2 separate regions of the Mus musculus genome follow, and region 1 is linked to region 2. Evidence: chromatin contacts called from public HiChIP or PLAC-seq data. All regions are on one chromosome and are shown on one strand. The core of a region is the stretch at or near the end of the contact, and the rest is flanking DNA. Distances in the headings are between cores, read along the strand shown. Region 1 holds the start of Rimkla (ribosomal modification protein rimK-like family member A). Region 2 holds the start of Cldn19 (claudin 19).

The links. HiChIP or PLAC-seq counts read pairs in DNA pulled down with a chosen protein or histone mark.
Region 1: an H3K4me3 HiChIP or PLAC-seq map of neural tube shows a contact between it and region 2, with 3 times the contacts expected there. The contact joins the promoter of Rimkla here to the promoter of Cldn19 in region 2. A contact is called at or near these places in 2 of 39 promoter capture datasets (hippocampal neurons and pre-B cells), 3 of 15 datasets of contacts at CTCF or cohesin (the NIH/3T3 cell line, large pre-B cells and pro-B cells), 1 of 484 Hi-C or Micro-C datasets (the HL-1 cell line), 2 of 115 datasets of contacts at active chromatin or transcription factors (embryonic forebrain and neural tube) and 3 of 9 other capture datasets (adipose tissue, liver and pancreatic islet).

Annotation. Positions count from the first base shown.
Region 1 is chr4:119,490,578-119,494,773 of GRCm38.p6, forward strand. It overlaps Rimkla (ribosomal modification protein rimK-like family member A), which reads right to left and starts at 2,021. Exons shown (of 5, transcript NM_177572.4): 1 at 1,720-2,021. The coding sequence starts at 1,882.
Region 2 is chr4:119,253,917-119,258,699 of GRCm38.p6, forward strand. It overlaps Cldn19 (claudin 19), which reads left to right and starts at 1,553. Exons shown (of 5, transcript NM_001038590.1): 1 at 1,553-1,879; 2 at 2,970-3,134; 3 at 3,236-3,320. The coding sequence starts at 1,657. It overlaps Gm12927 (a long non-coding RNA gene), which reads right to left and starts at 3,334. Exons shown (of 2, transcript XR_376592.4): 1 at 2,951-3,334.

The sequences.
Region 1 (4,196 bases), core at 771-3,270, 240 kb after region 2:
TTCTTACAATTGATTCTTTAACACGAAGTTTTATACATTCAGAGAGAACATCTTCAGAAGTGCTGATGTACACGTAAAGACTGACAAACAATAGGAAAATCTGACTACCGTCTCTCAAAAGGATGTTTTTACAAGCTGTAAAGAAAACAAGGAAACTCATCTTGGGAATGGACACAAGTATATATTAATGACCGGTTTTAGATCACCAAAATATAACTGATCATTCCACTTAAATATGGAACCCAAAGCTTTTCAAGCTTGGAGAATCTCAACTTAAATATGACATACATGATTCAAAGAGATGGGGGCAGGAGAGAGGGCTCAGTGGTTAGGAACACTGGCTGCTTTTCCAGAGGGCCCAGGTTGGAGCCTGCATGGTGGCTCACAACTATAGCTTCAGTTCCCAGAGGATATGATGCCCTCATCTGGCGTCTGAGGGTACTGCATGCACATGGTGTACAGACATACATGGAGACAAAACACCCATAGACATAAAATTAACCGTGAAAAGGCAAAACCAAACCAAACCCTAAAATCAAAGTCAAAGTGATTATCACAAAGCAAAGCCGAGACATTTGGCAACAAAAAAGCTGTAAGAAGAATCTAGTTCTTCAAATTCTCTGTTCAGAAATGGCGTTCACCGTTAACCAATCAGGAGGGTTTCAGCAACCCAAACTTAAAAAATGGTATTTTTACACTTAAGCACACCACTTGAAATGTGGAGTGTCTAATGCTTGCATATAACTACTCCCAAAGTATATGCATTTTGAACCTAGTAAGGTTTAACTACACCTACCGATGAACAATGTACAAAACTGAGCTATTTCACTTAGGGACACATACTCAAAACCTCACTTGTAAGTAGTCTGTTCAGGATGTGGAATCCCTACCCTTGCAGAAGGAACTCTACTCAACCAGTTAAAGATGACATATGGGTAACATTCCAAGAAGCATCCAAGACGGCCCAACCCTCCTCAGCCCTGGACCCCCTGAAATAGCTGGCTACCTCGGAGGGCTTACCGAGAACACAGACTGTAAGCCAGTGAATACGAGTTTCCAAAGTCATGGATAGCTTAGCAATACATAGCAGGCATGTATTGAAGATAATAAGAATAAACAGAACGCTTTGAATAGGCAGTCAGGGATAATAACCATTTCCCCCAACCTCCCACCTCAATTGCCCTGGACCCGGCACTGAAGGGACCAGTGAGGCCTGGAAGTACTTGGCTATTTTGGAATCTGAATTAAACATTCTTTGGGAGGAGGACAAATTAATGGAAACCATCAATCGTCTCCTCTCGCCCCTTCCCCTCCAGAGACGATCTCAATCTTTCTCAGCTGTCTCCCATAATTAGGCTCCCAGTTTGAGAATAGTGTTCTACCTAGGGCGTTCATCACTGGAGCATACATACCACTGGAAAAGTTTCCCAAACATCTGCCTAAGAGCAATTTTGTGAATTCTGGGTTGGTTCTTTTAATTTCGGGATCCAATCCGGCAGGCCACCTGTGCTCGGAGAATCTACAGTGTGAGGTTTGGTGCCTTTAGCTTCAGGTGAATGTGAATGCCCCATTAACTCATCTCCTAAATGAATTAAGCATCTTCTCTACTCTTGGCCTCAGGCTGCTGCAGAGGGGCTACCTCGGAGCCGGGCTCAAGGAGGAGAGCGGCCGGCTCACGGGACCCCGGTGCCCCTCCCTCCCTCCCCCGGCTGAGCTCACCTAGGTGGCCGCCGACGACGGTGACGGCGATCTGGTCCAGGAACACCGCCCGGAAACCCACGTCCTGCTCCGAGCAGCGCTGGCGGAGCGCGCGCAGGATCTGCACCTGCGGGTAGTCCTCGCGGATGAGCCGGTCGGTCAGCAGCCAGACCTGCGCGCACATGGCGACCGAAGCTGCGGCCGCTCGCCCGCGCGACCCCCTGGCGCGTCCCAGGCGAGCACCGCGGCTTTGCTTGCGCCGTGCGCCAGCCGCCTCTGCAGACCCGGCCGGCGAATGCTCCGGATCGCCTCGCGCCGACGCCGCCGCCGCCGCCTCCGCTGCCTCCTCCGCCGCCTCCGCCCAGCCAATCAGCACGTCGCGACGCCCGGGGAGGACCCGGCCCGGAGCCTGCGGAGCTGCGCAGCCTGCGGCGGCCGGGCGGGGCTGGGGCGACCCCGGGAACCGATGGGCCACTGGCTGGGTAGGCGCGGTGCTGCTCCCCCAGAGAAAAGTGCGAGTCTTGGTTGCACCACCAACCTCTTCCAAAGACAACTCCCAGCCTGGCAAGGTCACATGGCGGGGCTCTGCAGCTGGACTTGACCCTTAGAAGAGCGATCTGTCTGCCCCAATCCTGGCCTGCAGCCTGGCTGGGAGATGGAGGCAGTTGGGTCTTAGCAACCAGATACTTCATTTAGATAATTCGAAGATCCTTTTCCTTTTCTTACACCCCAGTTTGCACCAGCGCTTGACCATCATAACCCCAGTGTCATAAAAACAGGTTAAGACCCCCATATTGAGTTAGGGGAACCCCTAGGGCGCGTTTTTTCCTCCTAGTCCACACCCCACTTCCCCTCCGCCCTCCAACTCAGTCCTCTGTACATACTGTCCGTGGTCCTAGCCGTTTGCAAATTCTGCCCGCAAACAATAGCGTGAAACCTGGTATTCGGTTCTTGAAAATAAATTAATTATACATTTATTTATGTATGTATTTATGTATTTATTTATTTATGTATTTATTTATTTATTTATTTATTTATTTATTTATTTATTGTGCACAAGGTGAGCTGGTGGCCTGTTACCACAGCTTGATCGTGAAGATCAGAGGACAACTTTCAGGATCTGGTTCTCCTGAAACCCACCATGTGGATCAAAGTCAGGCTAGGCAGCAAGTGCTTTTACTCTCTGAGCCATCTCACAGCTCCTAGCTAGTCATTTCTAAATAACTATGGGGTTGACTTTAGCCAGTTGTGTTTCCAGCTCTTTAAAACATCTTTTTGAAATCATCATCGCCGCCGCCATCATCATCATCATTTTGGTTTTTTCAATATAGGGTTTCTCTGGGTAACCTTGTCTCCCTGTAGCCCTGCTTCCCTGTAGCCCTGTGTAGTTTCTGTCCTGGAACTCACTCTGTAAATGTGATGGTTTGTATATTCTCAGAGTGGCACCATCTGGAGGTGTGGCCTGGTTGGAATAGGTGTGTCACTGTGGGTGTGGGCTTAAGACCCTCATCCTAGTTGCCTGGAAGTCAGTCTTCCACTAGCAGCCTTTGGATGAAGATGTAGAACTCTCAGCTCTGCCTGCACCATACCTGCCTGGATACTGCCATGTTCCCACCTTGATGGTAATGGACGGAACCTCTGAGCCTGTAAGCCAGCCCCAATTAAATGTTGTTTTTTTATAAGACTTGCCTTGATCAAGGTGTCTGTTCACAGCAGTAAAACCCTAACTAAGACACCGGGTTAGTCTCAAATTCATTACAGAGATCTGCCTTTGGCTCCCCGAGTGCTGTGATTTAAGGTGTGCTCCACCACCACCCGGTTTAAATGATGTTTTGTGCATCTTCGATGTGTGTTTGAAGCACAGGGTCACGTGAATGCCAGAAGGAGCTTGCAGGGTGTGCAGAACAACTTTTGGGAATGGGTTCTCTCCATGGTAACTAGGTTTGTCCAGCAACACCTCTACTCAGTCAGCCCTCTTGCTCTCCCTAACGCATTTCTTCCTTCTTTCCTTTTCCTTTCTTTTTCTTTTTACTCTTTTACAAAAGAAATTTTATGGTTTCAATCTTGACTCAGCAATGACATCTCTAAATGGGCAAGACATCTCTGCGAAGGTGAATGGTGAACTGCAAATGTCCTGTCCACTAAGATATGCCTCTGGGAAGTTCTGTATTCAGGAAGTTTAAAAAAATATTTTGAGGCAATAATGTTGCTAAAGCACCTCCCTAGTCCCCGAATGCATTTTCTAGGTGATGAAACTGTAACCAGTGCCTTGTAATGGGTACTTTCAAAGAAGGCGATTTAACCACAGCTCCACTCAAAGCCAGATGCCCTCTCCTGCCTTTACCATTGAGGTTGCATGGTTTTTGAGGACAGGATGGGAGGTACAAAGGGTCTCACTCTGTAACCCTGGCTAATCTTAAATTCATAGAGATCTGCCTGCCTCTCCCTCCCAAGGGCTGGGATTAAAGGAATGTCCAATTTTCTACAGCAATTTTTAT
Region 2 (4,783 bases), core at 303-2,802:
TCTGGCCCCCACTGCTATTTTGGGGATTGGCCAGCTACTCTAAGAAGCAGGTCCAGTGTGCACAAGAAGTCAGAGGGACCCAGTGTGTGGCACTGTCTACCAAACAGCACTCGCCCCTTACCCAGCTTCCCCCAGGTCCCTGGAGCTGAGCTGGAGCTGCAGGCCATACCAGGGGCCCACGCCCTGAGCAGGCACATAGGCTTGCCATTGTCTGAGAGTGCCAGGCACCCACGTGAGGAATGTAAGGCAGCAGGCTGGGGGTTTGTCCCTGCTGTGGGGGTTGAAGGTGTGGGGGAGGAAGCTGGCCATGTTGCAGCTCAGGAAAGGCAGTGGGATGGATGCAGGGGATGTAAGAGAGGTGGCTGGGAGGCTGGAGCGGGAGCAGGGGTGTGACATTCCTCCTGCACCCATGCCAAGCCTGTGGGGCTGAAATGAACGTGAGAGGATTGCTAATGAGACCCAGGGGAGTTAAACATTCCCTGCTCCCGAGGGCTGAGTGAGAAGGGGCGGGCAGGGGTCTAGGAGCGGTGAGCCTGAACCCCAGGAATGCACAGAGGCCCCTGCCCCTGCCAGGCTGTTCTGGAGCTAGGGGCCAGGGCCTGCTGTCTCAGGTCCCAGCAGGAGCTGCTGAACCAGCCAGCAAAGGGATTAACTGGCTGAGCAGTTCTTCTTCCTCCAAGTTCAGGACAGATGCTGGCGCAGATCTCCCCAGCTCCCCACCACGTCCTGAGGCTGGCAGACAGCTACCACTGGCCCAGTTACTGTGGGTCCCTCTTCTGACTCCTCAGATCGCAGACAGACCCCATAGCACATCTTCCCTGCTTTGGCCTCTCCCATTTTGATAGACATGGTTTCCAGGTACCTAGGACTCTTCTCCCCAGCAGCTCATATTTAACTGAGTCTCTGCACATCTGGCCTTAAAGCCCTGATCCAAAACTAACTCCAGGGGATCTAGGTCAGTGGTAGAGTGCTTGCCTAGCATGTACAACAAAGCCTGGTTTCCATACCCAGCACACACACACACACACACACACACACACACACACACACAGAGAGAGAGAGAGAGAGAGAGAGAGAGAGGAAGAGAGAGAGAGAGAGAGAGAGAGAGAACTCTATAGTTTTTTCCTGCTGTAACTAAAATTTCTTTCTTTTTCTGTCCTCAAGTCAGTGGGCAAGAAACCGCCGCTTCAGATCAGGCACTGAAGCACAGCAAAGCCATCCACTGAGCTGGTGCTGGGGAAGGGATTAGGAGAATCCCAGAGCACTGGAATCACTCCTAAAGGGGTTTCCCTGGTTAAAAGGGGGAAGAGTCACTCCTCCTAGCCCCTCCCTTCCTTACTATTGAGACAGGGAGGGCAGGGGTACCCCAGCTTGGATCCTAGGTTCTACCCTCCACTCCCAAGAAACTGGGCGAAAAGAGCTCTGCTGGGGACTGTCTGTGGGCGGGTTTTGGCCTTTTCCAGCCCCAAGGCCGCCCCCTGCATTCTGGAATCAGCAGCCACTGCCTCTGCTGGCCAGCCAGCCATCCCCTCTCCTCCTCTCCTCCTGTGCCACTTAGCTCCCCTTTTCCGGCTGTTCCTCTTACCATGACCACAACGCTCCTCCACACCCTGGCCCATCTCTGAGTCCTGGAACTCTCAGACTCCTACCTGGGCCATGGCCAACTCGGGCCTCCAGCTCCTGGGCTACTTCCTAGCCTTGGGCGGCTGGGTGGGCATCATCGCCAGCACTGCCCTGCCACAGTGGAAGCAGTCTTCCTATGCAGGCGATGCCATCATCACTGCCGTGGGCCTCTACGAAGGGCTGTGGATGTCTTGCGCCTCTCAGAGCACCGGGCAGGTGCAATGCAAACTCTACGATTCACTCCTGGCCCTGGACGGTAGGCCTCCGGTGGGAGCCGGGGAGGGGGCACTGACGGGGCACTGACTGGGCTGGGGAGGTTGTCGGCAAGCTTTTTCACAGCCTGTCCTTAGTGCTGGGTGGCACACTCCAGCCCCTGTGGGAGTCCCTAACTTCTGTCCTGTGTACACCGGAGAGTCCAGGCCAGTCAGGTCTCTAGGCTCTGAGGAGGCAGGAACACAAGAAGCTGGCAGCCTGGGCTCCCGGTCCTAATACCCACTCATTCAACCCTTGCGTTCTAATGTTCTCCTGTGTAACCAGGCCATTAATACACAGGGCATGGGAGGGTGGACTGAGATGAGGGTCTGGTTTCATAAGCCTGTTATCATTCTCCACTCCTCTTCTCTCCATATTCCATATTGACAGATATGTTTACACACACACACCGACACACACACACACACACACACACACACACGGACACACACACACACACGGACACACACACACACAGAGTCAGACACCATTACAGCTCTGACCTTGGGGACCATCGCACTTGCACTCCGACAGGGCTCAAAGTAGAGCCCACACAGTCAGTCCCACTCACACTGGTCCAGACAAACCACTGGCCTGCCTCCCTCAGGGATCTAAGTCTCCTGCTGCCTGGGGCCTAGAACTGACCAATACACTCCCAAAGAAAAAAGCATAGGATTCCATGATTGACAGGGACGATTGACAGGGTTGCTGCTGGGAACCAAGCTGGGTTTAGCTGGTTCTCAGGCACTTTCAGCTCTACCTCTGGTGATCCTGAGTGATACTCTGCCCCATCTCCTGCTGCTTGATTGAGGGTGTACCAGACCCAGGAGAAAGGAGCCAGTCAGGGCCGGTGGGAAACGGGGTCAGCAGTGACAATGACCTCACTCTGCCCCCTCTCCTCAAACACTCATTGTCTCTTCTCACAAGCAGGCAAGTGCTCAGGCCTCTTCAGGCTTCTACCCAAGCCCTTCCACGCCAGCTTCCTCTCATTTCAGGTCTAACACCTCCATTTTGCACCCCCCTACAACCCCACCACCCCACCACCCCTCTCCGAGTTCCCCACTCGTGCTCAGACCTTTCTTAACCTGCCTCAGGTCATATCCAGTCAGCACGAGCCCTGATGGTCGTGGCTGTGCTCCTGGGCTTTGTGGCCATGGTGCTCAGTGTCGTGGGCATGAAGTGCACTCGGGTTGGAGACAGTAACCCCACTGCCAAGAGCCGTGTGGCCATCTCCGGAGGTGCTCTCTTCCTCTTGGCAGGTGAGTGCCCAGCTTCCTCTCCCCTCTTGACTATGTGGCTAGCCCAGCTTTTGCGGCTGGCCGGCCCAGGCAGAGCTGAGCTTCCCTACTTGGTTCTTTAGGTCTCTGTACTTTGACTGCTGTCTCCTGGTATGCTACCCTGGTAACACAGGAATTCTTCAACCCCAGCACTCCTGTCAATGCCAGGTGAGTGCTGGGGCTGGGCCTCCTTCCTATCTGTCCTACCCGGGCCCAGGGCTGTCACTTGGAAGAGGAAATAGGTAACAGGCCCCAGCTAGTTTCTAAGAAAGGAGAGCCACGTGAAGTCTGAAGTCTAACTCCACGTTCTTGCCGGGGTGACCTGGATCACTTGTGACTTAGCCTTTTCCTGTCAGAACCAGGTCTCCTGTGGTTGGGAGGACCTAAGAGGTGATGAGGAGAGGGACTTCTCCCAGGGCTCAGCACACCTGGGCTTGTTTTACTTCCGTTAGTGTCAGCAGGCCAAGATGGCTTCCTGGAGGAGGAAGTAGAATGGGGGGGGGGGTGCTGGAAACATGAGACTGGAGAAAATAGCTAAGGTAAGGCCCAGCAGCTATGAGAATTTGCTCTTCATCCTGGGTAAGGCTGTAGCTGCCCTCTGCTGTGTGCAGGGAGGAGGCCAGTGCAGACAACTGGCTGCTGCCTTGCTTTCAGCAGGGGGCTCTGACTGAGGGAGGTAGCTTCAGGAAGCAGGCCATTTGTAAGGCCACTGGTGGGTGAAGGACTAGGTAAGAGATTTCAGATGGGCCTGAGTCTACCTGGGTTTTCCCTTCCTTTCAGCCCAGACAGGAGTGAAGAATGCTAGTTTCCAGGCCAGATGTCCTGCTCACTCTGGGGTGGGTAGGGGTGGTGGTGGGAAACGATGCTTGGGCTGTCTCCACAGCAAGGGTCCATGGAGAAGACAGAGATGAGAATTCAGACAAGAGATTGTATTCTGTCTAGTGGACAGCTACAGCACCAAGACCTGCCATACAAGGTCTAACTCAAGGAGCCAAGCTGGGACTGGGACCATCTCTTCAAGGACTCTCAGGGCTGCCTGGGCTGGATCCTGAGAGCACAGTTAAACCTGTCTGCACTCCAGTTCAGATTAAAGGCTCCTCCTGCTGTGTGTGTGCATGTGTGTGTGTGCACATGTGCATGTCTGTGCGTGTGTGCACGTGTGCGTGTGTGCATGTGCGTGAGTGTGTGTGCATGCTGAGGGGTGAGGGGAGCATGTAGGAGACTGAAAGGGGACTGCAAGACAAGCTCCTCAGTCAGGAGGTTCCAAATGAACTGGCCCTAAAGGTAGAGAAAGAGCTGGAAAGGTATTCTAGGAGACGAAGACCTGTACCAAGCCACAGAGGTGGAGAAACCCCAGGAGAATCAGGCTGGCTGGCAGGGATATGTGTGGAGAGAGCAGGCCAGGCAGAGGGCAACCATCTCCAGAGGGCAGTAAGGAACAGCCCTGACTAGATGCTGTTCTGTAGACCAAACCACCACCAAGAGAAAAAAGACAGCAGGTTGTTCCACTGTGCCCACCTGGATCTCTGTATCCACCAGATGAGAAAATGAGCCGAACTGCCCATCTGAGGTGTGAGCTATGTGGTGTGGACTTATTGATGGGGAGGGACACAGGGAGAGCTTGTGTGCTA